2 separate regions of the Ovis aries genome follow, and region 1 is linked to region 2. Evidence: chromatin contacts called from public Hi-C data. All regions are on one chromosome and are shown on one strand. Each heading gives the region's core, a stretch centred on a gene start, on an enhancer-like site or on the middle of the called end of the contact. The rest is flanking DNA. Distances are from core to core; before and after follow the strand shown.

Region 1 (6,393 bases), core at 3,328-5,827, 150 kb after region 2:
CAGAGTTCCAAAGAATAGCAAGGAGAGATAAGAAAGCCTTCCTCAGTGATCAGTGCAAGGAAATAGAGGAAAATAATGGGAAAGATTAGAGATCTCTTCAAGAAAATTGAGATACCAAGGGAACATTTCATGCAAAGATGGGCTCAATAAAGGACAGAAATTTATGGACCTAACAGAATGACAGTAGATAGTGGTCATTGTTTTAGCTGCCTTGCACCCAGACTCCATTTTCATAGTGGCCCAAATTACTTTCAGAACAACGAACCTTCTCATATGTGCATAGAGATGACAGATCAGTGGCATGCTCTTCCTCTCAGAATCTAAAGGTTCTGTTTGTCCTGTTCTTTAAATCCTGGTAGATACTTCACTTTCATGCATTGGAGAAGGAAATGGCAACCCACTCCAGTGTTCTTGCCTGGAGAATCCCAGGGACGGGGGAAACTGGTAGGCTGCCGTCTGTGGGGTCGCACAGAGTCGGACACGACTGAAGCGACTTAGCAGCAGCAGCAGTAGCAGCAGCAGACAAGAAGTCTGCTAATGATGAACTAATATGTCTCTCTGTGTCTGTCTGTCTGTCTCTGTCTCTCTCTCACACCCAAATCTGTGACTTTGAATGTGGACTGGAGTGTCACAAGGGTGAGATAAATGATTGGAGTCATTTAGTCAATCAGTGATCGACCAAGACCTTTGAGCTGTTCTTGCCACTAGAATCTTTGAAGATGTCTCTTTCTGTATCCTCCTCCATGGGTTCATTCAGTTCCCTTTTCAGTCACTGAGCTTCTTTCCCATACATTCTTCTCCTGTGTAACTACTAGTTATTTTCTATTGTTTGCTAACAAAACACCTTAATGTGATTCACCTTAGGACACAATATGATTAAGGACCGTGAGCCACCAAGCAGTGTTATAGTAAGTGATGTCAGTAACATCAGTCAAACTTAGTTCCACAAGCTGGAGACGTAGTATCAAGCAGGCGAGAAGGCTGTCCTCATCCCAACTAGTGTTCAGAACCACAGAAGAAACGATCTGACACAGCAGATTGAACATGACTCCACTTGTGTTTCTCTTTCAAAGTTGGATCAGAAATCTGATTCTGCACAAGAAACTTCTCAGAGACAGAGGGTGCCACACTGATACAGCCATTAATTCCCTTCAGCTAGCCTAAACAGAGTAGAGAGGCTGAAGTCATTCGGTAGAATTATTCCTCCTTTCCTATATTTTCTGTTGCCTCTTTTAATTTTTGAATAATTTAAAATCATTTCAGCGTTTCAGCATATATATAGCAAACAACACAATTGGGGTATCAATGCACTTTGCAGGACTATGTTCAGCAGCTTTTAACAAAAAAGGAAAAAGAGTGACTTTAAAAACTTAATTTTTCTGCCACAAGAAGTTTGGAGGGAGGCAGTCCAAAACAGATGTAATATCACAGAAATGCCTGCAAGGACCAGATTCCTCTCTTGCTTCTCCTCTACCCTTAGCATCACTTTAAGTGGTTTCAATCCTCATGATGTGAAGATGGCTGCTGCCACCATCACCATTAATATACTACATAGGAAGAAGACAGAAAAGGGCCTTTAACACACACAGAATCTTGTTGTTTTTGTTTTATTGCATCAAGAAGCCATTCGCTGAGACTTTTGCCCACCCTTTGGAAGGATGACATTACCAACCTCATCAAAATTGTTGTTGTTTAGTTGCTAACTTGTGTCTGACTCTTTCACAACCCCATGGACTAAAGCCTGCCAGGCTCTCTGTTCATGGGATTCTCCAGGCAAGAATACCCAAGTGGATTGCCATTCCCTTTTCCAGAGGATCTACCTGATCTAGGGATTAATGAGGAAGAGACAGTGGATATTGGGCAAGTGATCCACTGATGTCTGCTTCCATCTACTACCAGGATTTAAAAGATATTAATATTTTGCAAATTTTCTTCATTATTTGTTTTCTTTTAAAGATATAAAACATTACAAATAAAGCTAAAGACTCATCTCCATCTCTTTTTCCTCCCTTCCATCCCACAGATAACCATTAACCTTAGGTTGGTGTATCTAACTCCTAGAGGGATTTTTTAATATGTTCACCACATAAAGAGGTTTGGTTTCTGATAACACTGGGATAGGTATTTCAAGCCCTTCCTTGTGATAAATGCCTGTAAATATGATCTAGAATATATAGAGATATGTATACATAGATATTTTCCTCCAAATTATATTTTAAAACCTAGTAAAAATGTTATTGCAGCCATGAAATTAAAAGACGTTTACTCCTTGGAAGAAAAATTATGACCAACCTAGATAGCATATTCAAAAGCAGAGACATTACTTTGCCGACTAAGGTCTGTCTAGTCAAGGCTATGGTTTTTCCTGTGGTCATGTATGGATGTGAGAGTTGGACTGTGAAGAAGGCTGAGTGCCGAAGAATTGATGCGTTTGAGCTGTGGTGTTGAAGAAGACTCTTGAGAGTCCCTTGGACTGCAAGGAGATCCAACCAACCCATTCTGAAGGAGATCAGCCCTGGGATTGCTTTGGAAGGAATGATGCTAAAGCTGAGACTCCAGTACTTTGGCCGCCTCATGCAAAGAGTTGACTCATTGGAAAAGACTCTGCTGCTGGGAGGGATTGGGGGCAGGAGGAGAAGGGGATGACAGAGGATGAGATGGCTGGATGGCATCACTGATTCGATGGATGTGAGTCTGAGTGAACTCCGGGAGTTGGTGATGGACAGGGAGTCCCGGCGTGCTGCGATTCATGGGGTCACAAAGAATCGGACACGACTGAGCGACTAAACTGAACTGGATTTGAGTTCAGGGCAGATTTACTTCTGATTTCTTTTCCCGTAAGGGTGTAGCCTTTTGAAACCAGGTTGATAATGAAGAGGGTTTTCTATTAGATTCCCAGGATCAGAGTGAGCCTTGGGCCATTGCTTCCTTTTTTTCACTCTTATGCTGTTGTTCAGGGTCAGTCGTGTCTGACTCTTTGCAACCCCATGGACACCAGGCTTCCCTGTCCTTCACTATCTCCCAGAGTTTGCTCAAACTCATGTACATTTGGTGATGCTATCCAACTATCTTCTCGTTAGTCTCCCCCTTTTCCTATTGCCCTCAATCTTTCCCAGCATCAGGGTCTTGTTCAATGAGTTGGCTCTTCCCATCAGGTGGCCAAAGTATTGGAGCTTCAGCTTTAGCTTCAGTTCTTCCAATAAATATTCAGGGTTGATTTCCTTTAGGATTGACTGGTTTGATCTCCTTGCTGTCCAAGGGATTCTCACTCTGTGAGGCCGCAAAGAGTCAGACACAACTTAGCGAGTGAACAACAATGAGGCCGCTGAGATGGAAGCCCAAATTTGTGTGGGTCAACCAAAGCCGTGTGGGCAGAAACAGCTTCAAGGCTCAGATCTCCTACTTGCATAAGTGAACTACCTATTGTGAAGGCAAGGACAAATTAACACCAAAAGATTTACTAATACTGGCAATTTCTCAGGCATATTTTCCCTACCTTATGATTTCCTCCCTTCTGTATTCTCTGAAATTTACGGTTCGCCTAATTTCTTTGTATCATTTCTTAGTTCATTTTTTCTTTATAATTTCTTCTTTATAAGTATTGCTTTATCTACATTCTCAAACTTTTGATATATAGTATTTTATTATGATTTAGGGGAGCCTGGTGGGCTGCCGTCTCTGGGGTCGCATAGAGTCGGACATGACTGAAGCGACTTAGCAGCAGCAGCAGCAGTTCTAAAACATTTCTAGTATCTTTGACCAAATTGCATATGTGTGTGTGTATATATATATATATGTGTACATATATGTATATATATGTATATATATACACACACACGTAAGAAATAGATGATGCATTCAGAAAAGTACATAATTATGAAAGAATAGCTATATAAATTGTTCTCAGAATGAACATATTCATGTAAATACCATCCAAATCAGAAAGTAAAACAAAGATCTTAATCTTTGTCTTTTCATTCAATTGTTTAGTCCCTTTACATTTAAGGTCGTTTCTTCTAAGTTACAAAATTTCTTTTAAGCATACTTATAAGTTTTTCTTTTAGAATTGTTTTACCATCAGAAATTATTATAGTTTAAGCCCCATAATTTTATTTAACAACACTTCCTCATGAAGGATTACCTATTTGTGAATATTTGAACTTTGGATCATGAATTCGTGTTCAGCATGGTTTCTCTGTAAGAATGCCAGGCAAACTAGGTATAGGAAATATTCGTTCACAATGTTTTTGTGCTTATTTCTGCTGAGTAATGTAAATTTGATCCCTTAATAAGGAAGAGGGCAGGGATTTTGGTTTCTCAGTAGTACTAGTCTGGGTCTAGTCAGGAGACAGAAATCACAAAATAATTTAAATAAGTTAGTTTAAGGAGCTATTAAGCTATGATAAGAGAGTAACTAAAAAGATGTAAAGAGAAGGCTGAAAGGAAGGACAAACTTAGGCTGGGGTCCCAACCCCAAGGCTGGGGTTCAGACCTCATTGGTAATATGTGGTTAAGCTCACAGGAAGACCAGGAAGCTCACAGGGCTGGCTAGACTCAAGCAGGTGCACAGTTCTTGGGCAGGCAGGAAAGAGCTCTCTGGGGTACAGGCGATATCAAGGCTGTTATGTGTGTGCACACAAGGATTTGAATGCCACTGTGGGCAAGAAGTCTGGAGCACTTGGTGCCTCTGCTGGGAGGGCCATGGAAAGGTGGTCTCCAGGCCTGGACTGGGGCACTGAGGTCACTGAAAGGCTGGGCAGAACACAACTGGGTGTGACTACACACCCACGCTGCTGACGCAGCATGCAACAAGAGCAAGAGCGAGCCAAACCCAGCATACAGGAACCAGGAAGAGAAGCCCCCTTCCTCCTGCAGTGTCCCTCCAGCGCCCTCTGCTGACAAAGTATTGTATCACGCTTACTGTAAAGGAGAAATGCTTCAGGCTCCAATCCATCTGTTAACAGTCCAGGTACTCAAAGGTGAAATTGTAACTGAGAGGCAATATATTGCTAAGCGCGCCATCAGGACTGACATTTTTCCTTATCCAGAATATGGGTGAAGACACTGCCTTGATCTCTGTGCCAGTGGGCACATTATTGTTAGTCTGCCTTTCTCTGAAGAGGCTGCCTTTTGAAAGTCCTGCCTTTAGATAGGGGTCCTCTTCCCACTCCCCACCTAAGGTGGACTCAGGACGTGGGCTTTAAAACCCAAACTCACTGGGAGCATATCAGTATCACCTCACCCAGCTGAGTCGTTGCTTTGTTACTGTATCACTTGTGCACATGTGCTGAGTCACTTCAGTGGTGTCCGACTCTTGGTGACCCGTGGACTGTAGCCCACCAGGCTCCTCTGTCCGTGGGATTCTCCAGGCAGGAATACTGGAGTGGGTTGCCATGCCCTCCGTCCAGGGGAATCTCCCCAGCCCAGGGACTGAACCCACGTCTCTTACGTCTCCTGCATTTGTAGGCGGGTTCTTCACCACTAGCATCATCGTATCACTTACACAGTACTTTCTTTTATGTTCTTTCTATCGTGGGAGCACTTGGGAGTTTCTCTTCCTTGTTGTGAGCTCAGTGGTGCACTAAAAACAGAGGGACACACGTTATACCCAGAGTTCCTAGGTGGTCCCAAAGGGAAGGTTTTCAGTCTGCATTAGCCTGGCTGTTAACAATATCATTCTTGTTCTTTCTTCAGTTTTCTTTTGAACTTTCTGGTAACTTCTCAGGAGATGTGCTAAAAGGTTTTAAGTATAAATAAAATAATCTTTATTACAAACTGCATGATACTAAAAGTACATTGATTGATGATGGCTGCTAATTTCACATGATTATTGAGTTAGGGTATCTTAGGCATGTGGAGTGTCCCATGTGATTGTCAGGTATGCATTTTAAAAACACTCCAGAGATGGATTCATTCTGACAAGGGAGGATTTTTAACTTCCACTTCCTGGTTCTGCATACTTTGGTGGGTGTGTAACCAATTTCCATTTCATCAGTTACATAAGATGTCACTTATTTCATTCTTAATAACTGGAACCATATATCTGATTTATTTCAGCAATATATTAACATAACATATAGGTTGTGCTGTGAATTGGCCTTCTCCTTCATCTAATTTTAGAGGTTGGTGTATTACTCTACTAGAGAAACTAATGCTCTGTAAATTTAAATAGGTATCCTCCTCTGAGCTCCTGACACATTTTTGTCTAGCTCTAGACTACATTGCAGGCTTCTCTAGTGGCTCAGAAGGTAAAAAATTTGCCTGCAATGCAGGAGACTCGAGTTCAATCCCTGGGTCAGGAAGATTCTCTGTATAAGGGAATGGCAACCCACTCCAGTATTCTTGCCTGGAAAATTCCATGAACAAAGGAGCCTGGTGGGCTTCAGTCCGTGG
Region 2 (6,750 bases), core at 2,485-4,984:
AACTGTTTTGGAGGAGGTGTTAATTTTTATCGCTGTCATTATTTAGAATCGTGATGATGAGAAGTTTTTATTACTGTCACATTCTCTATGGATGATGGCCCCCTTACTGCCCTCTGGCAGTGCAGGCAGTTCCTGTCTTCCTGCCCCTGGTCAACCTGATTCGTCAGTAAGCTTGTGGGGAGCAGGGGCAGCCGTGCACTCCACGTTGTTCAGTGTCTGCTGCACAAACAAAGCAGTTCTGAGTGAGGGCCTTGGCGGGACCTCTAAGGTTGACTCCCTTTCCCTATAGCTGAGGCCGGTTTTCTTTGTGTAGTCCAAAGTAACATTTTACAACAAATTCAATACAGAAACAGATGAAAAAAAGCCCAGCCCTGTTTATTAAGCCAAACATGAAAAAAGTAGCAGAATTTCTTTGTGACCCAGTGTCACTCTTCTGACTCATTTTTCATTGTTATTTGGCAAATACCAGTTATTCCTCACAATATAGTGTTTCATATGCTAACATGTGATGAGTTTGTTGTTATTATTCAAAACATTAAAAAGTGTTCTCCATTTTAGTCTCTAATACGGTAAATACTGATAGCTGTGTTCCACATAAAAAAGATCTCTTTGGAATTGTGACTAATTTTTGAGAGTGTAACGGGGCCTTCTGGGAAGCTGAGAATTTCTGTACTGGTGCGCCGCCTTCAATGTGGCAGATGCCTATGTACACTGGTTAAATGAGTGAGGGACTGATGGATGGGCTTCAGCTGCTTCTGGGATGTGGAGGCTGTGGCGGGAATTGCAGGGAGGGGCCAGGCTCCTGAGGCAGTGCTGGTGGATATCACTGGGCGGTGGGGGCTGCCAGGGTCTAGGAGCACTGGCTACCATTTAAGCAGTGTTGGCCTCAGGAGTCGGGTCTGGGGATGAGGGTAATGGAGGCTCTGTGTCCTAGGGTCTTCAGGATGCTCACTGTATCTTCTTTCCCTTGGCATTGGTGGACAGGAATTACCCAATATTCCTCTCCTGGGAGAGGAACTGAGCAGAATGGATTTCTAGGGATCCATGGCTGTTAAACCATGAGGTGAGAGCACAATGGCCAGAACCCTATAGCATTAAGCAGATAGATCCAGTCTAGGGACCTCTTGCTCCTCTTGTGGAATCTCCGGAAAGTCGTTATTCTGCTGTCTGACTCCACCACAAGGTGAAGGTGGGGTAAAATGTTTGTGCAAAGTCTGGCATATACTGGGTGTACAGTACATTAGTGGGTCCATTAGCAATGTCATCAATAATAATAAAAAGAAGTAAGCTGGGAGGTCTGGGGTTAAGGAGGAAGGATCCCATGGGAGTTCTTCCTGGTATATGGACACTTGGTCCTGAATAATTCATTGCTGTGGGGGCTGTCCTGTCCACTGTAGCATGGTTAGCAATATCCCCGGCTTCTAAGCCCTACTTGCCAATAGCACTGTCTCCCTGGTTCTGACAGCCAAAAACATCCCCTGGGGGGCAGTTTGGGAAACTATCCTACAAGGCATAGATACTCAACCTTCTAGGGCTCCGTTGTGGGGTACCTGGTTGCCTGCAGTGCCCTGGGAAGAGAAAGATGTCACACCAGCCTAGTGCACACAGATCTGACTCACTCCCGGCAGAAAAAATTCTGCCAAGATGTTCTGCTCTCAAGGAAACAAAAAGCTTCCTGTCTCTGATCCTTTTCTCTGAAGAACCTTCCTGCTAATGGAAACTTCCCTCAGCATTTGGCAAGCCAGGACCCTGGGGAAGCAGTAGCTGACCTGCACAGGCTTTGCTGAGAGAAATGTGGCTAATACCCAGCAACCCCGGGGGAGGCTGTCCTGCCTTTCATCCTTCACCTTGACTCTAATGGCATCCAACCCCCAAGTCTCTACTGAAACATCTGGTCTAATCAGAAGCAGAACAAATAAACCAAAGGTGGTATATTCCTACAGCAGGATGCTACAGTGACCTGAGTGAATGTGTCATACTACATGTAATTGCATAATGTTGAGTGAAAGAAGCCCAGAACAAAAAGAGCACGTATTATATGCAACCATTACTGAAAAGCTCCAAAAAGTCAAAATAATCTATGTTAAGGCTCCAGGGATGCGTGTGCAAGGGATGCTCCTGGGATGCTGGCTTAGGTTGTGAAAATTCATTGAGCACTTTATGATACAGGTATTTTTTGAGATATATGTTATGCTTCGATAAGAAATTAAAAACATTCTGGGCCAAAGGGCAGGAAAGGCCCTTCACCAATATCCTTGTGAACACAGGGAGGAAAAATCATGAACAATTCTGCCTGCATGGCTCTAAGTTATTATTAACATTTTTGGACTCAGTTTTGTAAGTGAGATGATGTATGCAAAATAACTAACCTGGTAGTTGACATACAAAATGCTCAATGAATGGTAATAATTAATACTGCTAATAAGTTATTAACTGACCTAATATACAGAATAATGATTAAATACAAAGAATAGCCTTTTTTTTCTTCAAGGAGAAAAAAGATATTCTGGAGTTTTCAGGTATGTCTTTGGGTAGTAAGCTTCTAATTCTTTTTGGAGCTCCCTCCAGTCATAGTCTTAGAGGAAAGAAAAACCAGTAACCAACACAAAAATAAAGTCCCAAAGCCCTGTCTCATTTGGCCAAAGTGTTCAGTTCACTTCAGATCCATCATGTATTGATCCAATGCACTCTTTAGCCAGGAACCTGTGATCCATCTGCCTAATCAAGCATTTGGATCACCTTGACCATCAACCTATGAATTTCCAGAACAAATAGGTGTGACTGCTTAGTCTCAGGGTAAAACTTTGACAGAAAAAGTGAGGTTTAGAAAATGTGCAATGATAGCTCCGTGTTCAACCTGACTGGAAAGAAGATTCTACAAATTCCTCTCTTCTGAGAAAGCCAGCAATTAGAAAACCTCAGCAAGATAGAAGGTTTCATTACAAGCTGTTCTCTTCAACTGCAAATTAGACACCAAATTAACTCTCAGGAAGATCTGAGACTCTTTCAGATTATTTGCCACCAAAGAAATCTTAGCCTGACTATTTCTGAATCAGATATGAGAGAGACTTCATCGCTTTGAGAAGACTTCTACTCCTAGAGCGGTTTCCTAAAATTTAAATTTCAAAATTTTCCGAAACGCCTACAAACAGCTACACGTCCCTATGACCTGTGATGCCGATCATAGAATCACCTAATACACTGTGAAGCAAACTCTATCAGACATAATCAAAAGGCGTGGATTCACTGCAATGTACATTTAAAGAAGAAAGTCCATGCCCATCTCTGGAGAAAAGGCAGGCTCTTACCTGGTCTCAGGCTTTGTCCATGAGCACTTGATTGGATCAAGATGCACAAAAACAAGAAGATAGAGACATACAGGGGATTTTCCATTTCTCCTGTTTCACCTGGGGTCCGAGGTCCTCTTGCTAATTTCTGAAGCTAAAGAGACAAGATTGCCTATTGATACTTTGTTAGGGAAGACTGTCCATTAATAATTAACCTTTTAAACATGTTCTCTGGTGTTCAGACTCTTTCCTTCCTACACCCAACCCCCAAATCTAAATCTGCCTCATACAAAAAAAGAGAAGAAGATTGATTTACAGAAGTATTTTTTATCCTGATACATTTTGAAAATAAAATATCTTGTCATGTACTCTTGCCTTCCAGGGCCAAGGTCACAGTTCCAAATGCATCAGTTTGAAGTTAATATGTTTGGAAATTCTGTCAAAGGTCAGGGATAGGTGGCTTCCACAGAGTTGCCTAAGTCTCTCTCTGACAGCACTGTAAAGGGGATACAGGCAGTGGTATTTCAAATGCAGACTAAACTCAAAGAGAAAGGAAAGGACTCTGCTATGAGGAGAGCCCCCATGGGGTCTGTTTTCTGTTGAGTTTAGCAAAACTACTGGTCCTGTGGTCAAAGAGTGATGGGCAAAATTTCTATAACTGAAAGGGGCAGAAAACCTCTAATGTCAGTGTAAAAAGGAGTTGGTAAAGGAGCAAAGATGCAGAACTGGATGCTTTTGCTGGGGGCCGCTTTGCAAAATGAGTAAGCACACTCTTTCCTCCTGTGTATTAATGGAGCTCTAACTGTGTAGAGGACTGAGAGGTAAGGCTACTTGGCGAAACCAGACAGGGGAAACGCTACCATGTTTCTCATGTAATATTCTGTGGTAAACTTTATTCACTTTTTTCAACTTTAAAAAAAGTACCTATTACATGCCAGGCACTGTTCTGGTACTTGGGATGAACAAGTGAACAATACAGACCAAGATTCCAGTCTGTGTGGTATTTATATACCATGGGAGACAGGAGGAGTCAGATAAGAGACAACAGGTATAATACATAAGAGATTTATGTAGATTGGTAGAATACGATCTGAGTGACAGGAGAAGGAAAAGTTGGCTGAGGTAAGGGGGTTGGGGAAGGTAGTGATTTTAAACAGAATGGTTAGGGTGAACCTTGTTGGGAAGTTGAATTCTGAGCAAGGCTCTGAGGGAATTGCCCCTGTGGACATGTTGAGGAGGCGAGCGTCAGGTGGTTAGAACAGCCAGTGCGGCCAGTGCAAAGGCCTGAAGCAGGAGCATGCCTGGAATGTTCCAGGAACAGCAAGGAGGCCGGTGACTAGGGAAGCATCATTAAAAGGACTTTGGCTTTTATACTGTGAGATATGGGGACTCACTCTGAGCAGAAGAGTGATATAATTTTTATAATATTTGTAAAAGATCATTCTAGTTTACAAGACTAGGAACAGATTACTAGCAAACTAGGATGCAAGTGGTGAGATCTGTTAGGAGGCTATCACAGTGATCCAGCGAGAGGGGATGGTGCCTTAGTTCAGCATGGTCAAAGTGGAATTGGGGAGTGATGGATGGATGGCAGATGTATTTTGAAGGTAGATGCAACAGGATTTCCTGACTACTGGGGTGAAGAGAAAGAAGAGTTGGAGATGACTTCAAGGACTTTGGTTTGAGCAGGTGGGACAGTGGTGTTGCTATTAGCTGAGACGGGAAAGGCTGTGAGTGGAGCAGAGTTAGTGGTAGAAGATCATAAATTCAGTTTTGGCTAGGTGGAGTCTGAGATGCCTCTTAGACATCCAAGTTGAAAAGTTGGGCAGGTATTTAGCTAACTTGATGATCACTGCCTGGATGAAATGAACTGAGAAGGACCTTCATTTGGTCCTATTAGTTTGGACAGACTGAGCCCAGGGCAAAGCTTAAGACTGGGCTGTCTGGTGGCTGCACCTCCTTCTGGAGGTCTATGGCATGGAGACCTTCTAGTCGGATGCATGATTCCTGAGCAGAGGCTTCTGTGCTGGCTTTTTGGCTGGCTCCGTCCTACCTGCACTGTTAAGCAGGATCTGAAGGTTCCACTTTACTAATTTCCCAGAAAGCTGGAACCTAAAACAGCTGACTATCTACTTAGCTCCTCTCCCCTGAGCCTACCTCATTTCTTGTCTTCTGGGTACTGCCAAGAACCAACTCTACTCCCGACCTCACTCTGCAGATTAACTCACCAAGACACTGGTGAATCCACGTGCCCCAAGATCCTGGGTCTTCTACCAACTAGCTGTGCACAATGCTACTAACCTTCATGAGTTCCATCTCTTCATCTGTAAAGTAAGAGAACATGCGCCAGAGATAATACTTTGAGATATCAATAATATATTTCTCCCAAACTCTCCCTCACACCCTCCCTCTCATCTAAGAAGAGTAAAGTAGACAGAGGGCTATAAGTCTTTTGTCTTCCTGAAGCTTCAGTTCAGTCCAGTCACTCAGTCATGTCTGACTCTTTGAGACCCCATGAATCACAGCACACCAGACCTCCCTGTCCATCACCAACTCCCAGAGTTTAGCCAAACTCATGTTCATTGAGTTGGTGATGCCATCCAATCATCTCATCCTCTGTCGTCCCCTTCTCCTCCCACCCTCAATATTTCCTAGCATCAGGGCCTTTACCAGTGAGTCAACTCTTCACATGAGGTGGCCAAAGTACTGGAGTTTCAGCTTTAACATCATTCCTTCCAAAGAACACCCAGGACTGATCTCCTTTAGAATGGACTGGCTGGATCTCCTTGCAGTCCAAGGGACTCTCAACAGTCTTCTCCAACACCACAGTTCAAAAGCATCCATTCTTCGGCGCTCAGCTTTCTTCACAGTCCAACTCTCACATCCATACATGACTACTGGAAAAACCATAGCCTTGACTAGACGGACCTTTGTTGACAAAGCAATGTCTCTGCTTTTGAATATGCTATCTAGGTTGGTCATAACTTTTCTTCCAAGGAGTAAGCGTCTTTTAATTTCATGGCTGCAGTCACCATCTGCAGTGGTTTTGGAGCCCCCCAAAATAAAGTCTGACACTGTTTCCACTGTTTGCCCATCTATTTCCCATGAAGTGATGGGACCAGATGCCATGATCTTCGTTTTCTGAATGTTGAGCTTTAAGCCAACTTTTTCACTCTCCACTTTCACTTTCATCAAGAGGCCCTTTAGTTCCTCTTGACTTTCTGCCATAAGGGTGGTGTCATGTGCATATCTGAGGTTATTGATATTTCTCCCGGCAATCTTGATTCCAGCTTGTGCTTCTTCCAGCCCAGCGTTTGTCATGATGTACTCTGCATAGAAGTTAAATAAGCAGGGTGACAATATACAGCCTTGACATACTCCTTTTCCTATTTAGAACCAGTCTGTTGTTCCATGTCCAGATCTAACTGTTGCCTCCTGACCTGCTTATAGGTTTCTCAAGAGG

Evidence for each region. A called contact is a pair of places that touch in the nucleus more often than the background predicts.
Region 1: a contact with region 2 is called in a Hi-C map of liver, with 4 times the contacts expected there. The contact joins two enhancer-like sites. A contact is called at or near these places in 3 of 16 Hi-C or Micro-C datasets (blood and liver).

The regions. Positions count from the first base shown.
Region 1 is chr7:50,141,789-50,148,181 of ARS-UI_Ramb_v3.0, forward strand. No RefSeq gene overlaps it. Among named protein-coding and RNA genes, the nearest start is that of LIPC, 130 kb to the left of the region's middle. Within about 2 kb of position 4,578, at least 27 of the 54 cell types and tissues checked have an H3K27ac peak or open chromatin away from gene starts, as enhancers often do. A contact at or near this core is called in liver, where this site is marked.
Region 2 is chr7:49,991,962-49,998,711 of ARS-UI_Ramb_v3.0, forward strand. It overlaps LIPC (lipase C, hepatic type), which reads right to left. Exons shown (of 11, transcript XM_042252391.1): 3 at 3,309-3,441. The region is part of intron 3 of LOC121819974 (a long non-coding RNA gene); the gene reads left to right. Among named protein-coding and RNA genes, the nearest start is that of LIPC, 24 kb to the right of the region's middle. Within about 2 kb of position 3,735, at least 1 of the 54 cell types and tissues checked has an H3K27ac peak or open chromatin away from gene starts, as enhancers often do. A contact at or near this core is called in liver, where this site is marked.